Regions from separate parts of the Oryctolagus cuniculus genome. Here region 2 is linked to region 1. The links are chromatin contacts, called in public Hi-C maps. All regions are on one chromosome and are shown on one strand. The core of a region is the stretch at or near the end of the contact, and the rest is flanking DNA. Distances in the headings are between cores, read along the strand shown.

Region 1 (3,149 bases), core at 316-2,815:
ATGGAAGAGATCTGTCTCTCCCTGTATCTCTGTAAATCTGCCTTTCAAATAAATAAATAAATCTTTAAAAGAAAACCGGCTCACACAGTGAGGTTCCCCTGTCGGGAGCACAAGGCCCCGCCCCCGGCTCTACACCGCTCCAAGAGGCAGGGGTGCAGAGCTGCAGGTGGAGCAGGGCTCTGGGGTGGGGGGAGGGTGGGCGCCTTCAGCACCCAGGAGTGAAACTGCTTGAAATAAGCACCGAAGGGTGCGCGGGAGATGACTCAGACGGCTGAGTGCGAACTCCCAAGAACTCCAGGAATATTCTAAGTTTAGCAGAGAAGGGGAAAGTGAGCCCACAGCTTCCGCCTGCAGCACGTTCCGCACCGAGCACCGAGCTGCCGGGGCTCTGTGGGCCTGGGCCCTGGTCCCGGCCCTGCCGCCTGCCTAGGACAGCGTGCCCGGAGTCCCCTGCCCGGGGTGGGGGTGGGGCAACATTGCCTGGCAACATTTCCTTTCCTTCCACGTGTGCTGGGTTCTTGAAATCTTATTGTTTGTTTTTCGCTTTAGTTAAAAAGGGAGAGAGAAAGAGAGAGAGAATCTTCTATCTACTGGTTCACTCTGCAGGTGGCTGCACGGGCTGGGGCTGGGTCTCCCACACGGCTGATGTGGATCTAAAGACCTGACCCATCGCCCGCTGCCTCCCAGGGTGCTCATCGGCAGGAAGCTGGTGTGAGGCCGAGGAGCCCGGACTGGACTCAGGCACTCGGACAGGAGACCGCACTGAACACCTGCCCGGCGGCACCGTCTCGGCCCCTTCTCCCCTCCCCCGCGTGGCTGCCCCCACCAACTGCAGAAGTGACTTTTCCTCACAAAGAGAGAGGTGCACCTGCCTTCTTGGCCCCAGCAACGGCTCACGTGGCCAGCGCTCCACGCCCCAGCCCACAGCGGGAGGCTCCCTTTAGGAGCCCTGAGCCGCAGATCCCAGAGAGGCCCCGCCCTGGAATCAACACAGGCACCAGGCACGAAGGTGAGGAAGTGTCTAGAAGATTCTAGCAGTCAGCTTCTCAGGGCCCCTCTGCAGATGCCCCAGATACGGAGCAGCTGTCTCCGCTGAGGCCCGCCTGACTCCCGACCCACGGAAGCCGGGAGAGACATAAGCAGTCTGTTCAGCCCGCTGGGCTCCAGCGTGGCTGGTTATTTAAGACCAGAACCAACGCCCTGGACCCTCCCTCTCCACGCCCCTGCCCCGTGGGCCCTACAGAACCTGGGAAGCTCTGACAAGCTACAAAGCAAACTGCGTCGACCCCGTGCACCCAGGAGGGTAACCCAGGCCGCCACCTTGCCCCGTCAGCCTGGGAGACAGCCACTGGGGCTGACCTGCACTCAGGAGGCAGGTGGCCGCGTTCTTCCCAAACTGAGGCTTCGCTGATCCCCCCAGGGCAACACACAGGAGCACAAAAGCTGCTTTCACTGGGCGAGGCTGCTGAGCTGGGAGGGGCGGCCCTGCCTGGCCCAGGGGCAGGTGGCCAAGCAGGCTGGGCCGGGTAGGGCCTGGGCAAGCCAGGACAGCACTGGGGGGCTGGCACGTTCCCTCTGCCTTCATCTCTCCCAATCCAGGCCTTCCATGGGGACGGGGCAGGTCCAGAGAGGCCCTGAGGAAATGCTGGATAAACTCATTAGAACATGAAAGGCTTAAAAAAAAAAAAAAGAGGCAAGCCCCAGCCAAGATCAAATTATAAATGTAAACTAACACAGGGCAGGCACCTGGGCTAGACAGCTGCACCGCCGGCCAGCTGTGTGACTTTGTGCAAGTGGCTTCACCTCTCTGAGCCCCGTCTTGCTCACCTGCAATGCGGGGGGAGGGAGAACAGTGGCCCCCTCGCAGGGCGGCTGTGAGGTTAAACTGCAGCGCTACCAACTGCTTTGCCCAGCGCCTGGTTCTCACGGCTGCACTGTGTCCCTAACCCTTAGTGCCCTGCACGGGACTGCACTCACAGAGGCTCTGAGGGTGGACCCCAACCCAACGCAGCCGCTGTCTTCCTAAGAGGAGGAACTGTGGACCCATCGACATCTGGGCACACAGACGCAGGAAAGACCAGGGGAGGACCCAGCAAGCTGGCAGCCACCTGGGAGCCCAGGGGAGTGGCCTCGGCAGAAACCAAACCAGACAACATCCAGACGTTGCACCTGCACGCTCCAGACCTGTGAGTGAATCGATTTCTTGTGTTACAGCCTCACGGCAGCCCTGGCAAACCACGAGACTGGCCCATAGGAGGAACAAAGTAAAAATCCATTACTCTGTTCCCACCTCTGTATCACAACCACGAAGCATATTGTGTCGGGGCCAGCAATGTGGCGCTGTGGGCGACGCCACCAGCAGCCTGAAGGGGCACAGGTTCAAGTCCCGGCTGCTCCACGTCCCATCCAGCTCCCTGCTAATGCGCCTGGGAAGGCAACAGAGGACGGCCCAAGTGCTTGGGTCCCTGCACCCATGTGAGAGACCTGGATGGAGTTCTGGGCTTCTGGCTTCAGCCCGGCCCAGTCCTGGCTGTTGTAGCCATCTGGGGAGTGAACCAGAGGATGGAAGATCTTTCTCTGTAACTCTGCCTTTCAAATATATTTTTTAAAAATCTTTAAAAATAATAAAATTGTATCAGCATAAACCTGTTATAGCTTATTCATGTCAATGTGCTTGACATAAAATATTAACGTAATGTTAAAGAGAATACACCTTCAGTTTCCTATCTCAGCTTCTCTCCATAAAACATCTGGCTTTCTCAAACCTGCCAGGGGTTTTCTTAAACCACAGTAATTCAGACCAAATCCCTGGACAACATTCTCAGTCATGCTTCACTGCACCTTAGAAATATTTAGGTGGGGCCAGCACTGTGGCATAGTGGGTAAAGCCTGCAGTGCCAGCATGTCATATGGGCGCCGGTTCACATCCCAGCTGCTCCACTTCCCATCCAGCTCCCTGCTATGGCCTGGGAGGGCAGTAGAAGATGGCCCAAGTCCTTGGCCTCTGCGCCCACAATCGGAGACCCAGAAGAAGCTCCTGGCTTTGGATCGGCACTGCTCCAGCCATTGCAGCCAATTGGGGAGTGAACCAGTGGATGGAAAACCTCTCTCCTCCTCTCTCTGTGTAACTCTGACTTTCAAGTAAAATA
Region 2 (3,149 bases), core at 382-2,881, 70 kb before region 1:
AGGCAGGAAGTGCGAGGGCTGAGCCAGGACCTGCCTGGCACACAGTAGGTCGCCTGAAAGCCCTCACCAGGTGACTGAACCACAGGGTTTCCCTCTACATCCCCTCCGCAGAAGAAAAGCCATTCCATGAACCTCAGAACCGGCTGCCACGGAGGCGAAGGAGTGGGGAGAAGCTGGGAGACGCTGGAGAAGCTGGGAGATGCTGGAGAAGCTGGACCCAGGGACAATGTAAATGGCCTTGGTGGCCTGGGCATCGGATGGCACTCCCAGTCATTCTTCCCAGGACGGATGTGGAGATGGGGGCCAGGGGTCACAACCGCCTTGGCCCCAACTCTGGGAGGACCACCCGGGAGCATCTTCACTCCCTGCATCCCACTGGCGCTCAGGAGGCAAACTGGGCTGGCTGGAGCTTCTCCCTCTCTTCTGCTCAAGAACCTTCAAAAGCTCCCTACTGTCTTCCCACTGAGAGCCCAGGTCCCACGGCTCCTGCCCAGCCCCATCCCTCAGCCTTGCTCCAAACACACGCCTACCCCACCTCCTCCCCCGTACTCCCCTCTGTACCCCGCACAGGCCTCGCATGCCCTGGCCTGCGTGGCTTTGCTTGAGCCCTTCCCCTCTTCCTGCCTGCCCCCACCCAGAGCCACTGCACCCGGCCGTGCCTCTCCTTCCCCCTGGACGCCTCATCACTTGCACCAGGTCCGGTTTTTACTCACAAGCTATTTACCCAACAAGGATTTACTGCACACCTACTATGTGCCAGGCATCAGGGAACCGGAAAGGGGCGGCATCACAACACACAGCCCCAGGGCCCTGCATCTCCTCAGAGGCACCCTTTAGGGCTGGGGTGTTCTGCCACCTTTGCTCCCCACGTGGCGTCTGCCTGGCACATAGTAGGTGCTTAGCAGGTGGAGTTGGGGTGATTGACGGGGGAGCCCACTTGCTGCTCAGCTTCTCGGATGCTTAGCTGAGCAAACCTCTGTGAAGGGCGTGTCGGGGGAACAGCCTCCCTCTCTCAGCCACAGGGAGGCAGTGGGGTCACCCCAAGGGCATGGATGGCCCGGCACAGTCCTGCCCGGAAATTTCCCTAGGTCAATTCCACTATACCCTCATCATATACGGCTGAGGCTACTCCGCTGCACGGCTTCGGCGAGGTTCACTTAGTGCTATGATCAACAACTCGACCCACATCCCGGAGGCGAAGCCAACACAGCCCCGTGCTCCCTCCCGTAGGAGGAGTTCCTAAGTACAGACGGGCTGGCCGCAGGGCAGTGGACTTGGAAGACTTTGCCTGCTGGTGAGCTCGCCAGCCTTGGGACAGCCCCCAGCTCCAAGCCGTCTCAGGCAGCTTGTGGGGCTCGGGATGGAGTCAGTGCCCATGGTGGGCACCTTCCGTGCCTATGCCTTGGAGGCACGGCACCCTTGGCAGGATCCTCCCTGGAGCTCAGGAATGGAAATGATCGCCCGGGTGTGCTCCCAGCTGCCAGCTATTTTTAAAGAGGTGATGGAACCGGCCACTCAACAGCTGAATCCCCACCAGGGGTCAGTTCAGAGGCCAATGGTGCTTCCAGTCCCTTGTAGTGCTGCAAGCTGGACCCTCAGCCTGCCCCTGTATGTGTGTGCTAAGCCCAGGGGGAAGGCAGAGAAGCAACAGCTGGGAGCCATTTCACAGCTGGGGCTGGGGGTAGGGAGGGAGAGGCGGGGCTTGCTGTCCCTGCTCCGCCCCAGCTGACCAAGTGGCTCCACCTATCCAAGCCTTGGTTTTCTCACTGCTAAAGCGAGGGCTGTGTGGAGGCTGCAAGGAGAAAGATCTCTGGAAAGTGTGACGCCCAGCGCCGGGCCTGCAGCAGGTGCTCCTAACAGGTGCACCCAACGGGAGCTGCTATTCTTAGAACGCCTTCACTCCCTCCCCGGTCAGGCAGGAGAAGTGAGACTTGGCAAGGTGTGCCTCTTCTTGGGACCTCATACACCCTCCCCCGCCGCCGCTGCCACCGCCGCCCCCAGGATAGAGATGGCCCAGGCCCAGGGACTGGGGAGGGGACCCACAGGTGGGGCTCTGGAGTCAGCGCAGGTTCTGTAGGATCCCGAGGGTGGGATCTGGGCTCGCTCTGGGCAGCCCTGGACCCAGTGGTGTCTGGCCACAGTCCGGTAGATCCCAGCTATTCACCCAAGGACTAGGATTCAGGCTCAAGAATCCGACATTCCTAGGGCAGAGAAGGACAGGTCTTCTCCCTCCACCAGCTTGGGATTCCCGAGGGCAGCATCTCTCACCACCTCTGTCTGGAACATTCCACCAGCCCCAGGCAGCTCGCCGCTTCTCTCCCCACCTCCGCCTGCCATGTGCCCTCTCCCCTCTCTCCTCCCCTAGACGGCACCCTGAGCCTGCAGGGCCCTGCTCCACACCCTGCTGGCCTGGCTCCCCAAGGCCCTCGGGGTCAAGTTCAACACCATAAATGCCACCTACAGGGCCCTCAATAGTGGGGGACTTGGGAGGTCTTCTGCTCCTTCAGGGTCACTCTCCTGCCTCCCCTCTCTCTTCTTACCCTCTCCCAGGGACCCCCAACAACCACCAACATCAACTACTACCAACAACCACCACCAACAATCACCAACAACCACCAACAACATCAACTACCTACCAACCTTTCTATAACTTTTTTTTTTTTTTTTTTTTTTTTTTTTTTTTTTTTGACAGGCAGAGTGGACAGTGAGAGAGAGAGACAGAGAGAGAAAGGTCTTCCTTTGCCGTTGGTTCACCCTCCAATGGCCGCCGCTGCAGCCGGCGCACCGCGCTGATCCGATGGCAGGAGCCAGGATCCAGGTGCTTTTCCTGGTCTCCCATGGGGTGCAGGGCCCAAGCACCTGGGCCATCCTCCACTGCACTCCCTGGCCATAGCAGAGAGCTGGCCTGGAAGAGGGGCAACCGGGACAGAATCCGGCGCCCCGACCGGGACTAGAACCCGGTGTGCCGGCGCCGCAAGGTGGAGGATTAGCCTATTGAGCCACGGCGCCGGCTTTCTATAACTTTCAACAAGTCAGATTTTCAAAAATTAGCTTGAAGGCAGTAAGCAAGACAGCCTGAAAACCCTCAGATGAAGGGAGGCAGTGGAGCTGTGTCGGATTACTCCCCGATTTGTCAGCCGTCCCTGGTC

What was found. A called contact is a pair of places that touch in the nucleus more often than the background predicts.
Region 2: a contact with region 1 is called in a Hi-C map of an unstated tissue, with 6 times the contacts expected there. The contact joins two enhancer-like sites. A contact is called at or near these places in 3 of 6 Hi-C or Micro-C datasets (ear pinna, skin fibroblasts and an unstated tissue).

What each region holds. Positions count from the first base shown.
Region 1 is chr21:19,254,252-19,257,400 of mOryCun1.1, reverse strand. The region is part of intron 5 of KIAA1671 (KIAA1671 ortholog); the gene reads right to left. Among named protein-coding and RNA genes, the nearest start is that of KIAA1671, 95 kb to the right of the region's middle. Within about 2 kb of position 1,565, at least 2 of the 8 cell types and tissues checked have an H3K27ac peak or open chromatin away from gene starts, as enhancers often do.
Region 2 is chr21:19,324,408-19,327,556 of mOryCun1.1, reverse strand. The region is part of intron 5 of KIAA1671 (KIAA1671 ortholog); the gene reads right to left. Among named protein-coding and RNA genes, the nearest start is that of CRYBB3, 26 kb to the left of the region's middle. Within about 2 kb of position 1,631, at least 2 of the 8 cell types and tissues checked have an H3K27ac peak or open chromatin away from gene starts, as enhancers often do.